Regions from separate parts of the Mus musculus genome. Here all the other regions are linked to region 3. Evidence: chromatin contacts called from public ChIA-PET and promoter capture Hi-C data. All regions are on one chromosome and are shown on one strand. The core of a region is the stretch at or near the end of the contact, and the rest is flanking DNA. Distances in the headings are between cores, read along the strand shown. Region 1 has its middle 51 kb from the start of Cartpt. Region 2 holds the start of Btf3 (basic transcription factor 3). Region 3 holds the start of Tnpo1 (transportin 1).

Region 1 (4,485 bases), core at 1,048-3,547, 920 kb after region 3:
TCTGCATAAGGAAGCTTAAGGATGCCCTAAAATAAATGTTGCTGACTAGACTGCAGCCGGGAGAGAAACGAGCCTGCAATCTCTTGGTTGCTTTGGCTCTCACAGCCCTGATGAGGATCACCCCAGATTATAAGACGGCGACTGGCATCACCTTGCGAGCTGTGAGTCTTTTAAGATGGCGCTGCAGTTTGCAACCTGACCCTGTTACAGGAAATGCCGATCCTGCACATCCTCGGGTCGGGGGCGAGAGGGCCTCCCAGATACCAGGGCTGTAAATGTCACTAAAGCGGTCTGGAAAGTAACTGGAAAGGTGTTTGTCTCCTCTGCTCCATTCCAGATCTTCCGGCCCAATGCAACCCTGAGGCATCGCCTTGCAGTGCTGTGATTTAATCACAAAATTGTTTCAGAGTGAGAATTTAAAAGGGCCTAATAGGTTAGAAATTTTGCAAAATGCATTCAGCAAAACTTTACTTAACTGGAATTCCTCTAATATACAATTTTTAAAAATATTGACTATGGAGGTACCGAGGTGGGGAGCGATTTGGCTGATGAAGGTGAAGAAATTGGGCAGAAATTCAGTGATTCATCTTGGAGGGAGGATCCTGAATCTTAGGTGTTCCCTGGATAGTGTAAAATTAAAGTGTTTGAGGAAGCCTACAAGTCTGATTTGACAGCCAAAGAAGCCAGTCAGCTCTCACACTGGAAAGATGGACAGATGGAAATTCAGATCACCCTCATAAGACTGATCAATACACATCTGCTGACTGCTTATCATTCGCATGGCACTCAATGTGTGCGAGTGCGTGTGTGCGTGCGTGTGTGTGTGTGTGTGTGTGTGTGTGTGTGTGTGTGTGTATCTTCCCACAGTTCCATCATCTCCTCCACGAAGCCCTCCAGCTCCACTCTTCCATCCTGACCTATTCACCTTGGTTGAGACAAGGCGTCACTATGTAGCTGTGGCTGTCCTCGAACTCACTAGGTAGACGAAGATGGCCTCCAGCTGATAGAGGTCTGCCTGCCTCTGCCTCCTGAGTGTGGAGATTAAAGGTGTGCTCCATCTGGCTTCTGAAAGATTCCCTTTTGATTTAAGTTTATTTTATCATTATTAAATAGCATGCACTTATCACAAGAAATTTGAAAAACAAAAAGAAATGGAATAAGGGAAGGAAGCCATCCGCAGTCTCATCAAGTAAAATAAATTCTAAAATATATATTATGCTTATCTGAAAGTTTTTACATATAACTGAGAACATGTAAGATAACATCCTGGAAAGTACATAGTACCATAGACTGAACAGACTAATGACTCGATAATATCAAATGTGTAATCTCAGATCCGACAGAAAATACACAAAGAGACCGATAAGACAAGAAACTTATAGGAAGCCCAAGTTCTCTCCCTGGGATCCCTGTGGAGTAAGAAAGAACTGTCTCTGGTAAATTATCCTTTGACCTCGACACGTGTGCAGTAGCGTGTAGCACACACAGGTATACACATACTGACATAAATAGACAAGAATGATTTTCAGCATGTAATCTGAAAGGGCTAGAGCGATGTCTCAATGGGTAAGGTGCTTCTGTACAACCGTAGAGCCCTGAGATTAAATCCCTAGCACCCATGACGACATGGGTGAAACCCCTGCAGCTGGAGCACTGGGGCTGAGACAGGAGGATGCCCAGGTCTCACTAGCGGTCAGTCTGCCGATCAGTAGCCATTTCTGTCTTGGTGATAGACTCTGTCTAACTATAAGGTATAAAGCAAAAAAGGAAACCCAGGCCCAAGCTATCATAGCTTTGTTCTCTTTCTTATACACACATGCATTCTCTCTCTTATTTTCTGTGAGATCTCTCAGCACCCCCACCCACCCACATTTTAGCAGGATCTTTTTTTTTGTATTGTAGTTTTACAGTTTTTATGTTTTGCTTATTGTTCCTTTTTTATGTTACTCTGATGTTGTTTACATGCCTTTTTCCTCTCTAGGACAGTCTTTTTTTTTTTTTCTGTGATCACCTAATGTGTGCTGGGAATCTGACTCTATCTTCTGGATCAGCAGCAAGTGCTCTTAACTTCTGGACCAGCTCTCCAGCTGCACCCCACATAACACTTCCCTTCCTTCTTCTCCTTTAGTCTGTTTGACTGTGTTTCCCCTTTCTCCGTGTTTCCCTGTCTGCTCCATCTATCTCATTCATCTGTGAGTCCCACCTTTTCCTAAATAACGCTGAGCCTCACTGCGCACTCTAGCGGCTTTGCGGAGCTCCGCTCTCTTGCATCTGTTTGTTGCGGTTGACTTTAAGTGTACCCGTACTTGTGTGGTTTGCTGTTGCTGCTGCTATAAGCGCGTGTTTCCCCCTTGGTGAGCAGACTGGGAGTCGTGCCTTTCAGAGCAGACGTTTAGGTAGAACGCTGACTCTCTCAAAATCCAGAATAGCCACCAGAGACAGCAGATGCTCAAACTGCCGCAGAAATGCAAAAAACGGAAAAAGACAAGGGACTCCTTGACGATTGTACTCAAGACACTGGTGGAGATAAAATACCAAATGAAGTCCCCTCCCCACCCTCTACCCAGGTAAAAATGATCAATCAGGGATAGAGTGATAGCTCATCAATTATGGGCTCTTATAGAAGACCTGGGTTCAGTTTCCAGCACAGGCGCGACACACACACACACACACACACACACACACACACAGCAGCCACCATTATCTCTAATCCCAGTTCCAGGAGATCTGATGCCTTTTTCTGACCTCTACAGGCTCCTGCCTGTACATATGCACATATACATACACTCAGGGATACATACATATTACATAGATAAACAAACAAACAAACAAACGAATGAATAAATAGATAGATAGAATATCGGTGAACTGAAGGAGAATACCAACATAGGTTCAATCCTTCAAACCCTAGAAAAAATACTCAAAAACATAAATGGAAAAGTCAGTAAAATGGCTGAGAAGAATCAACAATATGGATGGAAAAGTCAGGAATATGGGAGCAAAAATGGATTCAACATACCTATTGGCACCATTCAGGTTGTTAGCTTTTTGTTCTCTTTTATCAGTCAATGTATCTATCTGTCTATATGTACATGTGAGCACACGTACGTGCAGACACACAAAGCAATTCTCTTATTTCTGCAGGATAAAACTTAAAATATGCAGAAAAACTTGATTTTGCTTGGCAATAAAGAAGCTCTTCGATGCTGCATCCAACATCCTGGTTGGTGAATTCAGGAAAAAAAATATCTTTCTTTCTGAGTTCTGAGCTATCACCTTGTGAACGCATTCATCTTTATTTTCACACGTGTAAACAGAATATGAATTACAGGGCTGAAGAAGTGGCTCACTGGTTAAAAACACTTTCTACTCCTGCAGAGGATGGTGGGTTTCCAGTGCCCACATCAGATGGCTCACAACTGCCTATAACTCCAGTCCCAATGCATTCAAAACTTCCTTACCTCCATGGCCATCTGCATGCATGCAGTGCACATAAACATACATAAACATGTATACATTTGCATGCATAAATAAAAATCATAAATATTTTTAAACCACAAATCTCAGGGGCTCACCAAGATTTCTATTCCATATATCCTGAGCTCATTGTATGCGCAAACTTATTTCCTTACAGGAAGGGAGTAGAGAGCAGGAAGCAGCCACGGAAAGAACTGCAGCCACACTTCAAAGTTCTTCTTACAGGAAAGAGTCCCAGCTGCAATCCTGGATTCTGAGGTCAGGCAGGTTTGGGGTTAGGCCAAGGTGGGAATTACAATTCTTTTCACTCTCTGCTGACCCACGTGAGCTGAAGCCAAGGGTTTTTTTTTAAAGGAGAAGAGGGGTTGTTTTGTAAGAAAGGACTTGAATGAAGTGATTTCGGGAACTGTTACACTGGCTAAGAAGACATTTTTTGCTGCATGACTTCGTTTATTTTAAATGCTTGGGTCACTCTCCCTCCTTCCTTCCTCCCCTCCCTCCCTCCCTCGCTCCCTCCCTCTCTGTTCCTACCCGCTCCCCTCCTGTAGCCACTTCACTTTTAAATGACATCTAGATAATTGTAGCATAAGGACATTCCAAAAGTAACCAGCTCTGTTCTCCCCCTGGTTTCACGGGTGCATAAGCATTTCCTGTCGTGTGTGCGGCGGGTGATATAGAAAGGTGTGTTGCTTAAGTGTGTTTTCACGTGAGCATGTGGGACACCAATACAGAGAAGTACCTATGGGCTCTAGCACCAACATGGCCAGCAGCTAAAAGTGTGCCTGGCTCATCAAAATGAAAAGGCAGGGAGGGAGTCCCTTCAGCTACATAAGGACACAGCAAATTAGCCTGCCCTGACAACTTACAGATTAGGTAACTCTCTTCTGATAATCTGTCAAAAGAAGAAGTGGTACTCATTATTCCACAGGACTGAATGCATACTCTTAGCTTATTATTATCATTTTGCCACCCCTCCCTCCCCCACTCAGCTTTTCAGATCAGCCCATT
Region 2 (4,542 bases), core at 160-2,659, 610 kb before region 3:
GCATTTAGTTCAGAAAGCAATGCAGAAGAGCAGAAGATCTTCATAATAATAATAATAATAATAAAATTACCTAATCATTAAGTAGAACAGGAAAAGCCAATACTTTCAGTTAACTTACTTTTAAAAAAAATGGGGTGGGAATGCAGTTTGGGAGTTGAGAGGTCCTCTAGCATGTACCAAAACATGTGTTGGATCTCAGGACAACTCAAAGGTAACAAAATAACCACCCCCAACATTGTACAAGTCAAGGGTACACGGTACACAAAGATTTGGCAGAGAACATACTTTCCCCCCCATTCATAAAATCCAGTAACATTTGTTTATATGCGCCATAATCCTGAACCTCTTGCAAGCAAGGCACCGTTTTTAAGTGCTATTTTCTTCTCTACTCGATGACCGACCTCACCCCTACTATCTATCTATCTATCTATCTCCTCCTTGTCTCTTAGTATTGGTCTCATTTCCCTTGGATTTGCTAGCTTTGCGAAATGTCCCCTGCCAAGCAAAGTGACAAAAAAAACCCAAAAAACCAACCAACCAAACCAAAAACAACAACAACAACAACAAAAAAAACAAAAAACAAAAAACCCAACAACGTGAGAAATGCAAACGGAACTTTGGAAGAGAGAGAGGAGAGAAAAAGAAAGGAGGAAAAAAAAAAAAGAAACTTACTTTCCCACCAATGCGCACTTGTGCCTGCAGTTTGGCGAGTTTCTCCTGGTTCATGATTGTTTCTTTCATCTACAAAGAGAGAGGAAAAAAAAAAATCCTCAGCCAAGAACAAGAACGGCCGGGCCCCCCCTCCAGCATTCCACGCTCGTTATTTCCCGCTACACTCGCAGGAGAACGTCGTCCCCCTCGGGCTGAGGCCTGGATCCCCAATTCACCCCTCCAGGCTCGCCGGGGCGCACAGGGCCCCTCGCCCCTCCCCCGCCCGGCCCGGCCCGGCCTCGGGCTCAGCCCCACGGCGACCGAGCATCCCCCGCTCCCCGCCGCCCTGCCCGGCCTGGGCCGAGGCCTCGCCACGGCCTGCCCGGCCCGGCCACTCTCCGCAGGCCTCGCGGTACCTGAGACTCCCGTCCTCGGCTTCCGCCGAGAGGGAGAGAGGGCGTCGCTTCGGCCCCGGGCCAGCCGCCCCTGGCTCGCCCTCGCCCCCGAGAGTCCGCCTGGGTGGGAGCGCCCGTCCGTCGCATCGCTTTCCTCAGCTCCGTCCGTCCCCTCCCTGCCTCGCTCCTGCCGGGAAACGCCCGCCCCACCCCCAACTCCCGGTCTCCTCCCACGCCGGCGTCCACGGCCTTTTTTCTGTACCTTGTCGGAGTGGAAATGGCGCCGCGCGGGGAACTAAGGTTCACGCTCAGGGGGTCTCGGGCAGACCAGCTGAGAGAAGGCGCACACACGCGGGGACGCAAGATGGCAGCTAGAGGGAGGCCGGAAGTAACGCGACGCCACTTCCTCCAGAATTCAGGAAGCGGAGTTGGCGTCGCCGCGCATGCGCAGCCGGGGGCCGGTCCGCGGCTGTTTCTTTCCTTTCGTCCAGCGGCGGGCCGGGAGCAGCACCGGAGAGCTGGGACCCGCGGTCGCCGTCCGCGGTCCTGGGAAAGGCCGCGGATAGATCGGACAGTGAGGCTCCCTGTAGAGCTGTGGTTAAATCAGTCTGCCCTGTGGCCACCCCGTAGGGCGTCCAGCTTTGTCCAGTAGGCTGCAGTGTCTGCTCAATGCCGGGTGTAAATAAAAAACTATCGAAATCAGCCAGGCTAATGTTGCTTTCCAAAATTAAGTGACTTGGGTGATGTAGAAATCGCGACTCAGAATGTCTAGAAAGCATGTTCGGAATGCTTTCCAGATCTCCACCCTTCAGCAATTCGGTTTATTCAAGGTTGAAACAGGGTAACAAGATTTGTAACCTCTTAACCCTTCTACACCTCTACCATCGACTCCCTGATCTCGAATCGTCATGGATTCGACCATGAAGCATTCACGATGGAGCAAACTTTACCTTGAATTCTTCCAAGATGAATTTGAGCCTGCGTGCTTGGGGGTAAAAACGTGGCTGTGAGTTAAAGTTTGCCGAACTCCAGCACGAATTGTGGTTGTCGTTTTTTTGTTTTTTTGTTTTTGTTTTTTGTTGTTGTTGCATAATTTGATGGTTGTTTTAAAAAGTGTCTCGATAAGTAATCCTGGCTAGTCTGAAGCACACAGCTATTCTCCGGCCTCAGAGCCCCTCTGTCCAATGCTGGGATTATAGTCGTCTAGCACCATTCCCAGACAAATTTTAAGATAACCTTAGAAAATCCCTATATGAAGATTAAAAAACGAAAAAGAAAAAGAGGTTAAGTGAAAATTCTGTGTGCTTAAGCCTTTTTCCAATCTTAGCTACGAAATGTTTTTGAATATTCCAAAGAGAAAGTTGTGTTAGAATTTTTAGAGAATACAATTTATCCAGAAAAGTTGCCGAAATGAATACTCTAGCTAAAATCAATTTTTTTTCCCCTTGGAAACCTTTTTACACAAGAGTTTCTTGCAACAGCGATGAGTCATTTAAAAAATCGGGAGAGACAACTACGTTGCTATGTAGAAAATTGTAACAAGTTCTTTTTCTTGAAACAACAACAATGTTTCTTTTATCCGAACAAGTAAGTTTGTCTCAGAAAACCATGCTTGTTGTCTACCCTATGAAGTACCTAACCATTCTCCAAATAACTGAGATGAGGCAACAGAATTCAGTGCTACAGAAAATATATAAAACATGACTGTGTTACATATGATGGATAAAAGGTAAAACTAGTTCTTTTTGTTTTTGTTTTTTTTTTTTTTTTTTTTTTGTTGTTGTTTTTCCAGACAGGGTTTCTCTGTATAGCCCTGGCTGTCCTGGAACTCACTCTTTAGACCAGGCTGGCCTCGAACTCAGAAATCCCCCTGCCTCTGCCTCCCAAGTGCTGGGATTAAAGGCATGCACCACCACGCCCGGCTAACTAGTTCTTTTTAAAGAAATGTTTATCTGTAGAATATTTTACTCTTCATATTACACTGAAAGTATGTGAAACTTCCTAATCATGATATTTTCTGAATTTTTACATAAAACTCTACAATATGTAACTGATACCTGTCTCATCTTTTAGGCCTATATTCAAGAAATATGACTTAGTTTCTTTTCCCCTATTCTGTCATGGTATAGAAGACTTGTATGATTTTGAAAATCACCAAACTGTAAGGAAGACGATGTTTATTTTGACCCTTGCTGCACCAGGACTTCAGATTTTGCTAATATTTATATACCAGCCTTTTAAAAAACAATCGAAGGACTTTGTTATTGTTTTACTTTTCCTCTAGAAGTTACCATTTGCGGTCTGTCTTCAGGACTACCATTTCCCACTTGCTCCGGCTGTCTACAGCAAGTGTAAAGGCTTGCCTCCCACCCTTTACTGCTCATATAGAACAATGCAAGAGCTGCTTACTTAGCATTGTCAACAGAATTCGAGAAAAAAAAAAAACATGATTGCTCTCCTTGATTCATAGGACATGTCTAAACAAAATATATGGTCATTTTCATCTCTGACTGGAACTTGAATTGGCTTCAGCAAGAACCAGGTATTTACTTGACATCAGGTTGCTTCTTCTTCTTTTTTTTGAGACAGGGTTTCTCTGTATAGCCTGGCTGTCCTGGAACTCACTCTGTAGACCAGGCTGGCCTCGAACTCAGAAATCCACCTGCCTCTGCCTCCTGAGTGCTGGGATTAAAGGCATGTGCTACCACTGCCCAGCTCAGGCTTAATTCTTAAGGGGAATTATGACCCACAAGAAGTTTTGAGAAATGACTGAAGATGAATGTGCGTGTGTGCATGTGTGTGTGTGTGTGTGTGTAAAGGACAGAAGACAATTATTGGGAATTGAATTACTTTCACTATGGGTCCCACAGATTGAGCTGAGGTCATAAGGTGATGTGACAAGGGCATTTCTCCTGAGGCATCTCTCAGGCAGGTTCCTGTGCTAGTTGTCAGAGAACCACAATGGGCATACCATCCATTAAACTTCTTTGTGTTCTCCTTCCAGTATCTGTCTCTCCCACGTGGATATCTATACGTTAGCTTGCCAAGTCTCGGAAAATCTTGCTTTTTACATCTCTTTCACCTTTTTGCCACAGAAATATTGTTTTTTTCTTGTTTTTGTTTGTTTTTTTTCCTCTCTCCAAATTCTCCATTTGTTGACAGGTAGTGTATAGTAGGACCATCTTGGACCCACCAGTGATATAAATAATGGCACGTAGGCTTTTCAATATTTTAAAAGTTAAATTTTAAAATACTAAAAAAAAATTAGTATGTTAAAGCTTAGGCCTTTTGCTGGGCAGTCTCCCAACTCCTCTAAACCTGACTGGATTGGCTCTACCTCTGCTTCACTCTGGTCAACCCACTGACCCCTGCCTCTAGTGAATCTCCCTCCTCTCTCTCTCTCTCTCTCTCTCTCTCTCTCTCTCTCTCTGCTGGGAAGTTCTGCCTTACACTTCCTACCCAGCTATTGGCTGTCAGATTTTTTTTTTAGATTTCT
Region 3 (4,889 bases), core at 687-3,186:
TCTCAGTGGAGCCCTGGCTGTCCTGGAACTCAGAGATCTGCCTGCCTCTGCCTCCAAAGGCAGTCCGCATGCTGTCACCTTCCTCTCTTTCATTTATTCTGGTTACATTTACTTCATGTGGAACTTGACTTGGCTTCCTTAGAACCTGATTTCTTTTCAAAAAAAAAAGCTTGCCAATATGGCTAACAAACACAAGAAATTCCTCTAAATATAGCACATGTTCACATTTCAACACAATTTAAGAAAACTGAATGCACACAATCACTTTAACATAAGTAAAAAAAAATAGTCATAAAACAATGACTATAACAATTATTGATACTGGAAATAGTCACAGCTAGGATCTTTTTTTTTTTTAAGATAAAATTCTATCCTGTTGCTATTATATAATGGCAAAAAGGCACAGCTAGGATCTTTTTTTTTTTTTAAGATAAAATTCTATCCTGTTGCTATTATATAATGGCAAAAAGGCTTTTAGGAATGGAGGGAGAAATACAAAAATATTTTCTATAGGTCTTTCAGTGGGAGGAATTCAGTAATTTCTGGCCAGGGCAGGATGGAAAAGCACATGGCTAATGGAAGGCCGAGGCCCTCTTCAGAAAGGGAAGACGAACCACTCACAGTGCAGTAGGTGTACACGGACTCAAGTAAAAGCTGAATTGCCAAACCACTATTCACCCACACACGGCAAGTGTCAAGGAGTTTAAAATAAATCGGCCACCTCTAAAGTAGTATTTTTCCTTTGCACTTGCAAATTTCCACATAGACCAGCCATTCTCTAGAACCAGGACGGAGGGTTACAGGACAGTAACAAGGATCACTTCTCACCAACTACAAACCATCCACTTACTTCATTAGCACACTTTCTTACCACACTTAAGTGAAAGTTTCGATAGGGAAACTCAAAACCCAGCAGGTACTTTTGGTATCCTAAAGATGAACACGTCTGAGCGTGCACATTGCAGACAGACAGGTCAGTTCCAAATACTGATTTCACCGAATATTTTGCATTTAAGGAGCGTCTTCTCTTTAGGGGGGAAAAGCATTGCTTACGTACTCATTGAAGCCATCACTGTTTTTCGAACAGGACATACTAAGCTTCTTAATACAATCTCCCCAACTAGTGGACAGCCTCTGACTTCGTTTCTACAGTTAACAGCTGATTCGCGACTGGCGTAACAAAGTGAAACTGTAAACAATCCCTGCAAACCCCACGTGATTAAAAAAAATTAAGCCCCGCGAGATCATTTCTAAGAGGAAGAAAGCCTTTCTAAAGCCAGTTTGATTGTGGTGGCGGGTCTGTTCCTCGGCGGCCCTTCCCCGTGGCGTGGGCAGACAGAGGCAGACGTGCAAAACCCACAAACCTAAGCAAAACCCGTAGTTACAAACATTAAAATTATGTTCACAGGTCGCGAGGCCAGCAGGCCCTCGGGGGAGACGGATCAGCTGGCTGCAGAAACCGGAGTGTGCGAGGCTCCGGGACAAAGACCGGCGACCTCGGGCCCTCGCACCGTGCGGCCTGACGGGCATCGCAGCGGCTCGGCCCGCCAGCCTCCCGCCACCCCCAGGACCGACCTCCCGCTCCTGGGGCGCCGCCTGCCCTGTCCGGGACCCGCAGGGCGCCCGGGACCGCAGCTGTTGGGCTTAGAACCGCGCCGTCGCCGGCGGGCTCCAAACGGCCAGGCCCCGTCCGAGAGGGCGGACAGCGGAGCGCGGTCCCCTCGGCGCGGCGGCCGGTCGGAGCTCGCTCGGGCCGCTTCCCACCCGCCTCCGCCCTGGCCACGCACCCTCACGCCAACCTACCCGGTCCCACACCATCCCAGAGGCCTCCGGCGCTCGGGCCTTTCTGCCGAAGCGGCGCTGCCTCCCGTCCGGGGCCTGAAATGGCTGCGGAACAAAGAGAATCCGGGCTCCGGCGAGCGCCGGTCCGATTGGCCGGGGGGCGGAGCCCGGCGCGGGAATCTTCGGCGGCGGTCGCCTTGGCAACGGCGACGGGGCTGGGAAAACTGCGGCCTGGGCCTGCTGGCCTGCGTCGGGAAGGCGGGCGGGCGGGCGGCGCGCCCCAGCGGTTTTCACCAAGCGGGGTCCCGGGGTCGACGCCTCGGCCCCGTGCCCGCCTCACACCCCCTCGCGCCCACTGCAGCCCCCACAAGCCAGCCTGGGGCTCAGTCGCGGCCTCCGCTGCCCAGCCCGTTGAGTGTGAACGCCCAGATGCACGGCCCTTCCGGCGGCAGGTGACGTGCGTGCCCGGAGTGCACTCGTGTCCCCCCCGGGAGACCGCCGAGCCCAGAGCCCGGCGACACCCACCAGGCCGCTCGTCCCACAGTCGAACTGTTACAGCTTTCCTGGGACAAGGCAGAAGGGTGTGGGCGGACGGCGGCCCCCTTGATAACACAGGGGCTTCTGAAATGTGCTGATGTAGCACGAAACTACCATATAAAACCAAATGAAATGATTTAGAAAATTAGGTTTACATCTCTAGGTATGTTTCTACTATAAAGCTAGTTCCCTGAGCTTGGAGATAATAAGCTCTCCTCTCTCCTTATACAGCCACCACCAGAGAGGTACTGTAACTTCAAGCTGAAAGTGTTTTAAAATGGGAGAGGTAGGCACTTTTCAAGCCAGTTGCAATAATGGTAATGAAGAGAGGTGAATTGTTCTTCCCAGTGGTAGCACACGCTTTTAATCCCAGCACTTGGGAGGCAGAGTCAGGCAGACTTCTGAGTTCAAGGCCAGCCAGGGCTATACTGAGAAACCCGGTCTTGGAAGAATCGTTCTTCCCTGCCTGGTTATTTTTACACAAACTTACCACGTATGAGTATTTTAAATATGCACAGCAAGGTGGTCCTTTTTTCTGAGTGAGTGGCCAGCGAGAATTATCTTCACATCAGTGCTTTCAACTGCCTTAGTGTTACATACTTCTTGTTTAGGCAGTGATTGCTCTCCATACACTTTACAGGTAAAATTATTGTACCTAATTCTTGAAAAATGCTAAATATTTACAACTTATTTATTAAGAAGCTTAAAAATCTTCACTTGTAATACTTTTTAGTGTTACAATTAGCTTAACTCAAAGTTTGAGACTAAAAGATGGTTTTTATCATCAGAAAGCTGAAAATTGAAAGGGAAAATATTTAAAATTACTAAAATATGGCCAGGCATGGCAGCCCACACTTTTAGTCCCATCACTCCAGAGGCAGAGGCAGACAGATTGCTGAGTTCCAGGCCAGCCTGGCCTACACAGAGAAACTTTGTCTCTATCAAATAAAATAAACATTTTTAAATGTTGATTTAATAGAAGTTAGATAGAGTAGTGTTCTTGGAAAGGAATTTTCTAAGAAGGAATATGTCCTAAGAAAAACAATTTAATGTAAACCTTCCTCCAGAGCAGTTTGGTGAGTCTGCAAAAAAATTTACTGCAAGGAAAAATGTAAACAGGTCTTATTTTATACTTAAAAGCTTTCATTGTAGAGTAGAGACTTGTAAAAATCAGATGATTGTGTGATTGTGGTAACTGAATCTTACATTGCTGGAGATTTAAAAAATAAAATAGCATTAAAATCTATAAGATTAGGGGCTGGGAAAATGGTTCAGAGGGTAACAGCCTTTGTTTTTGCAGAGGACCTGGGTTTTAGTCTCCAACCATGAGGTAGCTCATAACCGTTCATAATTCCAGTTCCAGGGGTCCAATGCCCTGCTGACCTCCACAGACACTAGGCATTCCCATGATGTGCGTGGCAGCAAAGCACTCATACACATAAATAAAACTAAAGATGAGCAACTAAGGATTGTTGTAGGACCTACACCAAGCAATGAAGAAGAATTTACCTAAATACTACTTTGGGAATAAACAAAGCTAACTGGAAGGAGGAAGGATTGAATATTAATTAGTATATATAAAAGGATTTATTCCCTTGAATTCTTTTTAAAGAAAAACATTTTTTTTTTGGTATTTTATTTTTGGTACTTTTTGGTATTAAAGGTATGTGTTACCACCACCCCACATGAATTTTTCTTTAGGCAGGGCATGGTGGCGCACACCTTTAATCCCAGCACTTGGGAGGCAGAGGCAGGCGGATTTCTGAGTTCAAGGCCAGCCTGGTCTACAAAGTGAGTTCCAGGACAGCCAGGGCTACACAGAGAAATCCTGTCTCGAAAACAACAACAAAAAATTCTTGGTTATTAGATATTATAAAGTTGAGATGGGGCTGGAGAGATGACTCAGTGGTTAAGAGCACTGATTGCTCTTCCAGAGGACCTGAGTTCAATTCCCAGCAACCACATGGTGACTCACAACCATCTGTAATGGGATCCGAAGCCCTCTTCTGGTGTGTCTGAAGAGAGTGACAGTGTACTCACATACATAAAATAAATAAATCTTTTTTTAAAAATTGGGATGAGATAATCTAAGAATCTATTCTTTCATTGGATTGAAATGAGAATGTGACTATACAGAGATTCTGGGTAGAGATGCTTTAAATAAGTGATCTTTGACTCTGATCTTAAGCTAAAACTACTCTTACTCATCTTAAGGCTTATGACCATATGTGATTTAATTTTTCTTTTCTGCTATTTTTTTCCTTAGTGTACAGGATACCAGCTACTGCGTGATGTTTCCTCTTTACGTTTCATGTGGTGAAACTCTGCAGACATGTTGGCATTTTTCAATGACATATACTGAAATTTAAGATGGTAATAAACTTTGCTTTTAACCTTAAAACCTTTCTGTTCTTTAGTTAGTTCCTCTTTTTTTTTTTTTTTTTTTTTTTTTTTTTTTTTTGGTTTTTGGAGACAGGGTTTCTCTGTGTAACCCTGGCTGTCCTGGAACTCACTCTGTAGACCAGGCTGGCATTGAACTCAGAAATCCGCCTGCCTCTGCCTCCCGAGTG

Evidence for each region. Promoter capture Hi-C pulls out the DNA fragments that hold promoters and counts their contacts. ChIA-PET counts read pairs in DNA pulled down with a chosen protein or histone mark.
Region 1: a contact with region 3 is called in a promoter capture Hi-C map of hippocampal neurons, with 3 times the contacts expected there. The contact joins the enhancer-like site here to the promoter of Tnpo1 in region 3. A contact is called at or near these places in 7 of 39 promoter capture datasets (the 3T3-L1 cell line, cranial neural crest, frontonasal cranial neural crest and 3 more).
Region 2: a contact with region 3 is called in an RNA polymerase II ChIA-PET map of memory CD8 T cells, with 15 read pairs. The contact joins the promoter of Btf3 here to the promoter of Tnpo1 in region 3. A contact is called at or near these places in 1 of 39 promoter capture datasets (pre-B cells), 1 of 484 Hi-C or Micro-C datasets (embryonic stem cells) and 1 of 115 datasets of contacts at active chromatin or transcription factors (memory CD8 T cells).

The regions. Positions count from the first base shown.
Region 1 is chr13:99,847,509-99,851,993 of GRCm38.p6, forward strand. No RefSeq gene overlaps it. Among named protein-coding and RNA genes, the nearest start is that of Cartpt, 51 kb to the right of the region's middle. Within about 2 kb of position 2,298, at least 5 of the 459 cell types and tissues checked have an H3K27ac peak or open chromatin away from gene starts, as enhancers often do. A contact at or near this core is called in hippocampal neurons, where this site is marked.
Region 2 is chr13:98,315,558-98,320,099 of GRCm38.p6, forward strand. It overlaps Btf3 (basic transcription factor 3), which reads right to left and starts at 1,410. Exons shown (of 6, transcript NM_145455.3): 1 at 1,068-1,410; 2 at 673-741. The coding sequence starts at 1,193. It overlaps Gm9828 (predicted gene 9828), which reads left to right and starts at 1,559. Exons shown (of 4, transcript NR_137279.1): 1 at 1,559-2,052; 2 at 3,517-3,588.
Region 3 is chr13:98,924,448-98,929,336 of GRCm38.p6, forward strand. It overlaps Tnpo1 (transportin 1), which reads right to left and starts at 1,937. Exons shown (of 24, transcript NM_178716.3): 1 at 1,804-1,937. The coding sequence starts at 1,818. Gm52051 (translation initiation factor IF-2-like) reads left to right here. Exons shown (of 2, transcript XR_003950643.1): 1 at 1-2,959; 2 at 4,586-4,714.